Regions from separate parts of the Mus musculus genome. Here all the other regions are linked to region 3. Evidence: chromatin contacts called from public HiChIP or PLAC-seq and promoter capture Hi-C data. All regions are on one chromosome and are shown on one strand. The core of a region is the stretch at or near the end of the contact, and the rest is flanking DNA. Distances in the headings are between cores, read along the strand shown. Region 1 holds the start of Tbx21 (T-box 21). Region 2 holds the start of Hoxb3 (homeobox B3). Region 3 holds the start of Cbx1 (chromobox 1).

Region 1 (3,443 bases), core at 761-3,260, 330 kb after region 3:
TATTCTCAGTTCATCCCCGCGAGGAAGAACTCAGCAGCCTGAAACCAGCTGTAGTTAGCAGCTATCTGCCCTCTCCCCACATCATCCGAAGGGAATATACTCTAGCAGTGCCTCCTGGGATCCGGCAAGGGTTTCTGTCCCCCTCCCAGAAACCCCACCCTTGCAATCTCTCAATTACATTTTGAGTCTCCATCCTAATACCGCACATCCTAACTCACTAATGGCAAAGTTCTGGCTGGTCCTCACTGGGAAAGGTAGCTGCCTCTTCCCATAAGACACAAGAGGGTCCACTCGAGGTGTTGCATACTATAAATGACCCCTCAGAAACTGCAAGTTTCTCTTTCTTCAGCAAAGAGACTCGATCCGGAAGCAGCAGGCTGAGCCACAAACCATACCACTAATGCAACAGGCTTAGGGGACCCCCTCCATCTTCCCCCAGGCTGGACTGATGAATAGCTGGGTGAGAAAGTGGACATATTTTTAGGGACTAGCCTCAAAGAGCACAGTGCAAGACTGGACACCAGCTGCAACTGGTCTTGAACTTGGCACGTTCAGGCCCTCGGCATTTATTTGTGCCTTTATAAGTTTTGCTGCTTCCCACCTCTCTACACAACACACACACACACACACACACACACACACACACACACACTCCTCTCTCTCTCTCTCTCTCTCTCCCTCTCTAGACATATGATCTCAAAGTAAGACCGGAAAAGAAACTTGGCGACCGCTTCTCCATGTCACCAAATCCCAGTCTGCTCCCCCCCTCCCCCATACACCAAAGCTACCCTAAGCACAGCAGTAGCAAAGGAACAGGCACACTGAGATCTCAAAAAATATTCTGCCCCCAACACTTCAATTTCCCGAATACCTAAGGACCGAAAGGCGGTCAGTCAGGTCTATAACACACACTCCTCGCTGCCCACTGAGATCCCAGACTGAGGCAAGGAGCAAATTAACCCCCTCCAGTCCCCCACCCCCCACCCCCCACCGGCCAACTCTCGGTGAAGCGAGAGTCATCCTTTCCTCTGCACCAAAGTAACTTCTAATTGCGCCCACAGCATCATCCTTTTTGAGCCCTCTGATACCCTCAGCACCCGCGGCTCTCCGGAGCTTGCGGTGCCCTCCCCGCAACCCTGCTCCCCCGTCTCCTAAAACTGAAGCTCAGTCTACGAACACAAAGACTCAGCAACCTGCAGCTTCAAATTTTGATTTCAAAAAAAAAAAAAAAAAAAAAGAGGAAAGTCGTTGTTCCGGCGGGCCACCGAGGCCAGACTCCCGCCGGCTCCGCCCTGCGAGCTCGCTGCGCTCGGCGCGCACCTCACTCACCGTCCTTGCTTAGTGATGATCATCTCTGTCTGGTGCTGGTTGAACTTGGACCACAACAGGTGGTTGCTGAGCGCGACTCTCAGCTTCCCAGACACCTCCAACCCCGCGGGCAATGCGTAGTCCTCGCGCGGCCCTGGGTAGAGCCCCGCGCGCGGGTCAGGGGCAGGGTAGCCATCCACGGGCGGGTAGCCCTCCGCACCCGCGGGCGGCGGGAAGAACTCGCCAGGCCCGGGAAAGCCAGCCACCTGAGCCCGGGGCGGGTAGGCGAAGGATCCAAGGAAGCGACCCGGCGCGGCAGGCACCAGGGCGCCCCCAGAGTAGGGCGTCCCCAGGCTGCTACCTGCGCGGCGATCGGTCGGGTCCTGTGCGCCCGGCTCGGGATAGAAGAAACGATGCTGTTGGTCCGCTCCGGGCCCCCGGCCCTCGTCACTCGGCATCGGCTCGGTGCCGGTCAGCATGTCTCCGCAGCCCGGCTCCACGATGCCCATCCGAGGCGGGCTGGGCGCCTTCCAGCAGCCGTCGAAGAGACCCGAGGGTCCTTAGGGCTGGGGCGACGGGGGCGGCGTCCGAAGACCAATGAAACTTCACTGGAGCGGGAGCTGGGACGCTTGGCTCCTGAGCGCGCGTTGGATAGGCGCGCAGCTGCTCCTGGGCTTTCTCTGCAGCCCGCGCTGTCACTAGCGGCGCGGCGGCCTTTGCTGTGGCTTTATGAAGCTCCTTGGGTCCCCTCACCCCGCCACCTTGGCCCCGCCCCGCCCCGCCCCCTCGTGGCTAATACAGCGCGAATTCGCTTTTGGTGAGGACTGAAGCCCCGACCCCCACTCCTAAGTGTAAGTCTCTTGTCGCCCCAATCTGGGAAAGAGTCAACCTGCCACCTGAAACTCTGAAACTTCGAGGAGAGAAACGGTTTCTCTCCCCCAGGAAGTTCCGCCAGTCCTGGAAGGCACAGCAAAGGCCCTTTCCCCAGATGGGACCATCTGAGCATTCTCACGCCTCTGGCAGGCTCAGAGCTACTTAGACTATCCATAGTCAACAGATATTTGTTGCTGCCTCCTGTATGCCCAGGCTTTGTGACTTTACACAAAGTGTTTGCTCGCTGTCTCTTGTCCGCCGCCCCCACCCCCCATCGCTAGCCTCCCACCCCACCCCCCAGGCCCGAGGATGATGCTTGTCCCTCTAGCCCAGGAGGAAACTTGGAAGCTGTCTCCCAAGAAGATTGCACCCAAAGCAGCCCACGGTGGGCTGGGCTGGCTGAAATGCTCCCACAAAAGCTCGTTCACGTGGCAGCGTAACAGCTAGCGAAAGACACGGGAAGTAGCGCTTGGCTGTCAGTGTTCAGAGTCCCAGGGCTGACTCTGACTGTGACTCGGGTGTGTAGGACCTGGGTAAGTCACTTCCTTTGCCTGAAAGTCCCTCAGGCCTGATGGGGTAGGCTGGGGAAATAAATATTCGTATTGGGGGTAGGGGCTGTGTACCTTATACCAACCGGTGTCTGTGTGCCTCTGTTTCCATTCTATTATAGAAAAAAACAAAGGTATGTAGTCCAAGCTGGCTGACAGGGAGCCCAGCACCTGCTCTGATGGAGACAGACAGTCCTTCCTCCGCTGTTCTATTCCAATAACTACGGTAAGTCCTGCATTTTGAGAAGAATCTCACCTCCTAACTGAAAATGAATCCATTGGGAGTTTTCTTTTGAAATAAAAAGCATCCCCGGGGTCTGGGATATAGTTCAACTGATGGAGTGCCTGCTTAGCATACACCCACGCTTCTGGTTCCACCCCCAGCTTTGTATAGATGGGGCATGGTGGCACATGCCTGTCATCCCAGCACTTGAGAGGGTTGGTAGAGGATCAGAAGTTTAAGGTCATCTTCAGCTACAATTTGGGCCAGCCTGGGTTACAGGGGATCTTATCTCAAAAGTAAGTAAATAAGAAGTAAAGTATCGTTTAAGAGTTACTTGGGCTGGAGAGATGGCTCAGCGGTTAAGAGCATTGACTGCTCTTCCGAAGGTCCTGAGTTCAAATCCCAGCAACCACATGGTAGCTCACAACCATCGGTAATGAGATCTGGCACCCTCTTCTGGAGTGTCTGAAGACAGCTACAGTGTACTTACA
Region 2 (3,543 bases), core at 991-3,490, 470 kb before region 3:
TGTCGCTGCTGGATCACAGCCTGGATTTTTCTTTCTTTGTCCCCTACTCCTGACACCCAGCGAATGCACCCTCAGACTGCCAGATAGCACAGTGTTTTGGCCACGGTAACAAACACACACACATATAACTTTCCTCCCTGTCTGTACCCACTTTGGGGTGGGGGTGGGTGGGAAGACTGCTCACTCCCTTCCACCATAGACTTAGAAGGGGGAACAGAAGGGAATTGAAGGGCAGTCTGCACAACGTGGGTTCCCAAATCCGAGCCCAAGAAATAAATGAAAATGAAAAAAGAAAGGTAGCAATTGGGACACCCAAGAAGGCCTTCTGCTAGAAGGTCCAGCTAGGCCTGGCAGGGTGAGGGGCAGTTGAGTTCTGGGAGCTGGGAATGTCTTCTGGGCAGTTCACAGTAGTAGAGTCAAGGCCTTCTCTTAGGTTACAAATGAATGTGAAATTAGGAAATAAAATACTGTGGCCCTCCTACTCTGGAAGGACAATGTTGCAGAACCCTCTCCCGTTGTTATCATTGTTGCATCGTTTATTATTATTATTATTATTATTATTATTATTATTATTATTATTATTATTATTTTATGTCATGTGTGTCCTCTCTCCTGTTCTCTTTCTGACATTCCAAAACCAGGCCCCTTCCTACCTCTGGGGCTGCCTGAGCCTAGAACCTTTTGTTGGTGTGAAAATTTGTGTCCTGTACAGAGTGACAACAGAAATAAATGTTTGGTTTCTTGTGACCATCACATCGTGGTTTTGTTGGAATGTTGAAGTTAAGGGTGTGAGCAAGTGCGCCCCCCCCCAGTGTGTATGCCAAGCATCCTAGAGGGTATGGCCTCACAATTAAGTTCTCTCTCTCTCTCTCTCTCTCTCTCTCTCTCTCTCTCTCTCTCTCTCTCTCCTTTTAAAACTCCATTAGGAATTTCTTTCTCAGAAGCTTCTGAGTTGTGGAAGCTGGGTTTGTTTTCCCTTTGGGGTGCATGTGTTTTGTTTTAGACTTAAAAAAATTCCCCCATTCAGTCCAAAAATGAATCACAAGGATTGGGAGGGCTGATTCCAGTCCCCAAGGCGTGTGTGTGTGTGTGTGTGTGTGTGTGTGTGTGTAAGTGTGTGTGTGTTTCATTGTAGGACACCAGAGGCTTAAGTAGGGCAAAGTCTTTCATATGGGGATTTATTTGTCATAAGCAAATAAAATGCAGTTAAGCTGTCTCCTTCTAGACAGACGGCTCTTTGGTTATTAAAGTTCGAGAAAGGACTCCACGAGGCCAGCCTCCTTCCTCCCCGCAATGAGAAGGTATCACTTTCCTCTGAGGTGTTTAAGGCTTTAATGAGTCTAATTTTTTGCACAGATGTTTCTGGGTGTTTGCAGGGTTTCTGAGTATTTTTATATTACAAAGGAACTAGCCGGTGCCATAGCTCAAACTCTGACAAGCAAATAGATAATCAAGAAGACAAATGGGCTCTTTTGTGAAGCCCTGCTCCTGTATTAATTTTCATTTTCTTTCTCATAGAAAGTATCGAAAGTAAGGCTGGGGACCAAATAGCTGTCTGTCTCTGAGGTCCCAATAACCCCCTAGAATGGAATGGGGGGGGGGAGTGCAGGTGATCCTCAGAGACCTAGGCCAGGTCTGGGTCACTTTTGTGTACCACAGCCAAGAAGTTCTAAGGCCTGAAGTTCTAAACCTGGCTTCTGTGAGCCTGTCATGGCCCAGGATGCAGCTACGTTGCCTCCAGGAAACTCCACAGTTAAAAGTCATTTCAGTTTTTGTTGTTGTTGTTATTGTTCCATTTCTTTCCAGAAAATAAAGAGCCAACCTCTTGCACATGTTTGATTGTTGTTTATTTTACGTTTCTCTGGTTAGCCTGTAAGGTTAGCAGGAATCTGAGTAGGCCAGAGAACCCATCGGGCCAGTATCCCCAGCGCAGTAGAAATGCCCCTTAGAATGAAACCAGAAGACCAGTTTTTAAAGAGAAAGGAAAGAAGGATGGGAGAGTTGCCTGTAGCCCTGGAGGAGGATGAGAGGGTTAGCTTTGTCTTGGTTGTGGTGTAATGTTCTAGCTAAGGAGATAAGACAACCCTTAGTTGAGGGAAAAATAGTTCTTAAAAACCATAAGGCCTCCCCCCCAGGAATGTCTCTAAAGAATCAAGTCAAAGCTGCTCCTTGGAAGGTATGAATAGAATCTTTAAAAAGAAGGAGAAGAAGAAGAGGAGGAGGAGGCCGAGGACGGACCGAAGATTTCTATAGAGCTTAAAGTTCACAGCCATTCTGTGTAGACAAGAGCTAAGAAAAATGTGAGAATTATACAGAAAACCATTAATCACTTCTTTTCTTTAAATACGTATCCTCTCTCCTTTGTCATTATTCAACAGCAAATCTCCGCAGACCGGCTGTTGGGGGAAAAAAGTGTTAGCCGTCTCTCCGGATCGGCAAGGGGGAAAAATTTTGGAGCCATAAAGTTGAAAACTTTTTTCTCTCAGTTTTGGAAGAAGCCTTCCTTTCGTCATGAACGGGACCAGAGGAGCTCAGGCGAGAGCGGGCAAGAGGCTCAGAGGTAACAAAGCCCTGGCTTGGGCTGGCTTTTTCATTTTTTATTTTTTAATCATTTTATGGGCTCTTTTCACAAGTAAAAGAAAAAGAAAACCTCTCACCTCCTCTTTCTTTTTCAACTATCTTTGTGGGGTTTTATTTTATGGAGGATGCTTGGGCAGGTTTGCTACCTTTTATGATGACTGATGTTTGGGGAGAAAAGGAGAGACGTGGAGACAGAGGAGAGAGAGGCCTGGACACCTGGAGAGTGTTTGAACTGGTCAGGACGGAGGTGTCAGGGCTCCTGAAAAACACCAGAGAGGCTGTTTGTGAGGCTGTTCAGAAGTGTTTCTCTGGTTTTGAAAAATGCAGACAGGGAGAGCTTCTGTGTGTGTGTGTGTGTGTGTGTGTGTGTGTGTGTGTGTGTGTGTGCCTGTGTCCTGGGACTCCTGATTGTCTACACTGTTTACCAGTGAGATGTTGTCATTGAAGTCTCCTTTAAAAAAAAAAAAAGGAATCCAGTTCTTGACGGAGTCTCCTATCCTTGGAACTGATAGAAGTGGAATTGGTTGGGTTTTCTTCTTGTATCTAGTTTGGGATTCTAGATAAATCTTTACTCATTGAAAAAGAAACTGCTCAGGACCAGGTGCAGCAGAAATTCTCTTTTGTTCTACCCCCCACCCAATCCCATGCACCCCACACTCCAGGCCTCCTGGAGTCTCCCGTGTTCAGTTTCTTTTCTTTTTGCTTCTGGGTTGGGGGCTCTGTTCTTCCTCTGGGGGCCTTACTTCTCAGGCTGGGGAATTGGTGGACTCTGCATTAGACCTGAATGTGCTGTCCCCTTTTCCCTGAGGCCTCACTGAGAGAGAGTTTGGAGGCGGGAGGATGGCAGGAGGAAGAGTTCATGGAGAGGCCACGTTTTCTAGGCGATTAGCTTGGTATTAGAACCACAAAATGACCTCGGAAGCCCCTTGACCTCTCTGAGACTGGACATTGTGCTAGCTCTTG
Region 3 (3,529 bases), core at 325-2,824:
TTTGTTTGTTTTTTTTTTTAAGACAAGCTCTCACTCTGTAACCTAGGCTACATAGTCTAAACTGCGCTTTTTTTTTTTTTTTTTTTTTTGGGTTTGCTGTTGTGTTTGTTTGTTTGTTTGAGACAGGGTTTCTCTGTGTAGCCCTGGCTCTCCTGGAACTCACTCTGTAGAACAGGCTGGTCTTGAACTCAGAAATTCTCCTGCCTCTGCCTCCTAAGTGCTAAAGTGCTCTTAAACTCCCAGCAATCCTCCTGTCTCAATCCCGGGTACTAGGATTAAGAGGCTTGAATCTGGCCTTGGAAAGTTTGATCAGTTCTATTATCAGTTGGACATCTCAGTTATTCACTTAATCACATATTCAAGGAATTTTTACCAATAAATACTGAGAGTCAAAACGTGACCTTGTGGCCGGGCGTGGTGGCGCACAACTTTAATCCCAGCACTCGAGGCAGAGGCAGGCCGATTTCTGAGTTTGAGGCCAGCCTGGTCTACAAACTGAGTTTTGAGAGAAACCCTGTCTCAAAAAAACAAACAAAAACAAACCAACCAACCAACCAAACAAACAAACAACCAAAATGACCTTGTCCTTGCTAGAAACAAACACCAAGGATCCTGAGTGTCGTGGACACAATGAGTCATATGAAGCGTCTGTCCTTACTGGAGTTCCTAGTTCAACAATTAGCAGCAACCTACCTGAATCAGAGTAGCACCCGTGTTAAAGAATGACAGCCCAGCCGTGGTTTTTGCTTAATTCCGTTTCTTTAGACTAACTTGATAAAGGATGTTCACAGAGATGGAGAAATCCCCATGAAAGTCACCCACCGGCAAGGGCAATAAAGGGAAAACTTTGAATGTGGTGGTCTGTGTTTGTAATACTCGGCATTTGGGAAGTGAAAACAGGTAGATCAGACTTCCTTGAGACCCTGTCCACTCAACAGAACCAACAACCAAAAATAAAACAAGAATAGAGAGGGAAGGAAGGGGAAAGAAAAAAAGCAAATTCAGAAAGTGTCGATGGTGTCTACCTAGACGGTTAATCTACTGCTTTCTGAATGGAGCAGTGATTCAAACTGAGAGGTAGGAACCCCAGTCAGGTGGCAATAATAGGTAAGATTGCTGGACATTATTGAAGGTGATTTGATAAATCTCAGGTGACGAATACAATATTTTTCTTTTAAACGCAAACGGACCAAACATCAACGGGCTAGTTTCCAAACCTGCAGTGTCCTACTTTTGTAGACTGAGTAAGGAATACCAGCACGCGCCTGGAATCCAGCACTTTGACATTTGAAGCAAAAAGAAAGGCCACGAGTTCGAAGCCACCTGGGCTGCGTATCCTGTTATTAAACAAACAAACCCCACCACTACCCATCAATTTCCTAGACTGTAGAGTTATGTTCTAAGTAACAGTCGACTTCGCCTTTCCAGTCAAAAAAGAAAACAAAACTACGAAAACTCCCTACAATCCTTGAAAGTGGAGGTGGGCGGCGCGGGATTCGCGCGGTACTTTGGGATCTGTAGTTTCTGGCCGACTCTTAATCCCAAGGTGCCCTGCGGCGGGTCGTCGCGTCTGCGCAGTGCAGGCGGCGGGCCGCGCAGAGTGAGAGGCTCTTTTGTTCGGCTGAGGGGAGGGCCGTTAGCGGGGCCTGCGGTACGCCGCTTCAGCGGGACGGTCGACTTGTGGCCACACGGCTCTTTGCTCCTCTGGGCGCGCTACTCCCCTCGGACCGCCCGACGCAACGCGCGAGTAGCGCGGCACCGATTCCTCTCGGACTCTCGGGCGCTGCTACGAGGTGAAGAGGCGGGCTGGAGGCGGGGTGTGTGGGGGGAGGGGACGCGGCAACGGCGGGAGGCCGCGGACCAGCGCGGGCCGCTAACGGAAGAGCGGAGACCGAGGAATGGGGGGCGCGCCCCGGCCCAGCGCCCGCCGGGTCCGCTTCCCGCGCAGAGCTCGCGGGTTGCGGGAGTGTGGAGAGGGCGGGGCAGCGAATCCAGAGCCCGGGAGCCGAGTGGTTCGCGATGAGCGGAGCCAGCGGAGGGTTAGCTTTTCAAGAACTGGACCAAGAGCGTTTGACCCGAGTGAGGGACTCTAGAGTTGGGCGGGAGAAAGAAAACTTTGGGACGTCCATAAGGGGGACAGGTGCTTTTGGGTGTGCGTGGCAGGGACCACGACTTCGTACTCTCGAGGTTTAGAAATGTAACCTGAGAAAGCGGACACGGTGGCAATCGCAAGCAACCCCCGTAGCACTTGGAGGAAAGAGAGAAAAAGTAACCTGAGGATATTGGGTCCAGTTGCCACTATCAGAGAAGTTTCTCTTGCCAGAGTTAAGAAGAAGTAACTTCCAATAAACTTGAACAGGAGGATTTGGGCAGCTCACGGTGTGCTAGCGGGGAAGAGATTTGTTGAATCCGTCTAGGGGTGGGGGTGGGGGGTCAGGCATTTTCTTGACCTTGTCTAAAAGTGGAGTTGCTGGGATAGGTAGGGTAGAAGTCTAGAGTGACTGGTCAAATGTGGAAGAAAATAAAGGGTCCCTGGGGATGTAACTTAGTTGGTAGAATGTTTGCCTAGCCCACTGCACAGGCCTGAATTCAATCCTCTGTACCTTATAAATTCGGGCTGGGCTTGATGGCATTCATGTAGCCCTTGGGAGCGGAAACAGGACGATCAGGAGTTTAAAGCCTTGCCTGGCCACCAGGGGAGTCAAGAAAGGGTGAAAAGGCCACTTTGTGCCTTGTAATGGGTCTTCAGTGTGAGTTGGGAGGCTGTGGAAGAACACGTGTAAGGCAAGACTCATCCAATGAAAGAGATCTGTTCTTTGTGCGTAAGCCTGGGGGCCTCAGTTTACCTCTCAGGATCCAGGTAAAGGTGGAAAGAGCGAGCAGACTTCACAGAATTGCCCTCTGAGCTACAAATTAGGGAAATGGCAGGGACCCTCGAAAGCAGGTGCATGCCCACCGGCAGCGAGAATATTTTTATTTAAAAAGCAGTATAGAAATATAGAACTCATTTCGGTGTGTGGTACTGAGGACCTTGCACACATGTAAGTTATCTACCACTGAGTTATGTTCCAATACCATAAAAAGGTTTTTTGAAAAATGAGTTATGCTAGAACATAGGGTAACCTCTCCAGTTTTGTGTTAAGAATCATGTCAGCTTTTTGGAATAGTTTCAAAAGACCTAAGGTTTTCTGGTAGATGTATGGCTACAATCAAGAAATTGGTGCCTATACACTTCCTGGATGCTCTCTAGGCATATCTGGGAAGTGGTGTGTTGAAAAGAGCCCAGTTAGGCCTTGCTGCATGCACTCCTGTAATCCCAGCCAGCACTCGGGAGGTGGAGCCTGGAGCAGCAGGAGTTCAAGACCTAGGAGGAAGGAGGCTTTGCTTCTTAAGATCTGGGCAGTGAAAGATCATTTCTGGTTTCTGTTTGTTCAACTTTTTATCAATAGCTTTATGATAGATTATTTAAACCTTCCCTTCTAGGTATTTTTCTGAGCAGTTAAGAAAAGTAGAGGAGGGTTGGAGAGAT

The links. Promoter capture Hi-C pulls out the DNA fragments that hold promoters and counts their contacts. HiChIP or PLAC-seq counts read pairs in DNA pulled down with a chosen protein or histone mark.
Region 1: a contact with region 3 is called in an H3K27ac HiChIP or PLAC-seq map of embryonic stem cells, with 6 read pairs. The contact joins the promoter of Tbx21 here to the promoter of Cbx1 in region 3. A contact is called at or near these places in 1 of 115 datasets of contacts at active chromatin or transcription factors (embryonic stem cells) and 1 of 9 other capture datasets (adipose tissue).
Region 2: a contact with region 3 is called in a promoter capture Hi-C map of embryonic stem cells. The contact joins the promoter of Hoxb3 here to the promoter of Cbx1 in region 3. A contact is called at or near these places in 3 of 39 promoter capture datasets (cranial neural crest, embryonic stem cells and frontonasal cranial neural crest), 12 of 115 datasets of contacts at active chromatin or transcription factors (bone marrow-derived macrophages, craniofacial prominence, differentiating embryonic stem cells and 7 more) and 3 of 9 other capture datasets (adipose tissue, embryonic stem cells and macrophages).

What each region holds. Positions count from the first base shown.
Region 1 is chr11:97,113,321-97,116,763 of GRCm38.p6, forward strand. It overlaps Tbx21 (T-box 21), which reads right to left and starts at 2,011. Exons shown (of 6, transcript NM_019507.2): 1 at 1,330-2,011. The coding sequence starts at 1,817.
Region 2 is chr11:96,320,886-96,324,428 of GRCm38.p6, forward strand. It overlaps Hoxb3 (homeobox B3), which reads left to right and starts at 2,241. Exons shown (of 4, transcript NM_001079869.1): 1 at 2,241-2,560. It overlaps Hoxb4 (homeobox B4), which reads left to right. Exons shown (of 2, transcript NM_010459.7): 2 at 1-753.
Region 3 is chr11:96,787,561-96,791,089 of GRCm38.p6, forward strand. It overlaps Cbx1 (chromobox 1), which reads left to right and starts at 1,575. Exons shown (of 5, transcript NM_001362560.1): 1 at 1,575-1,793.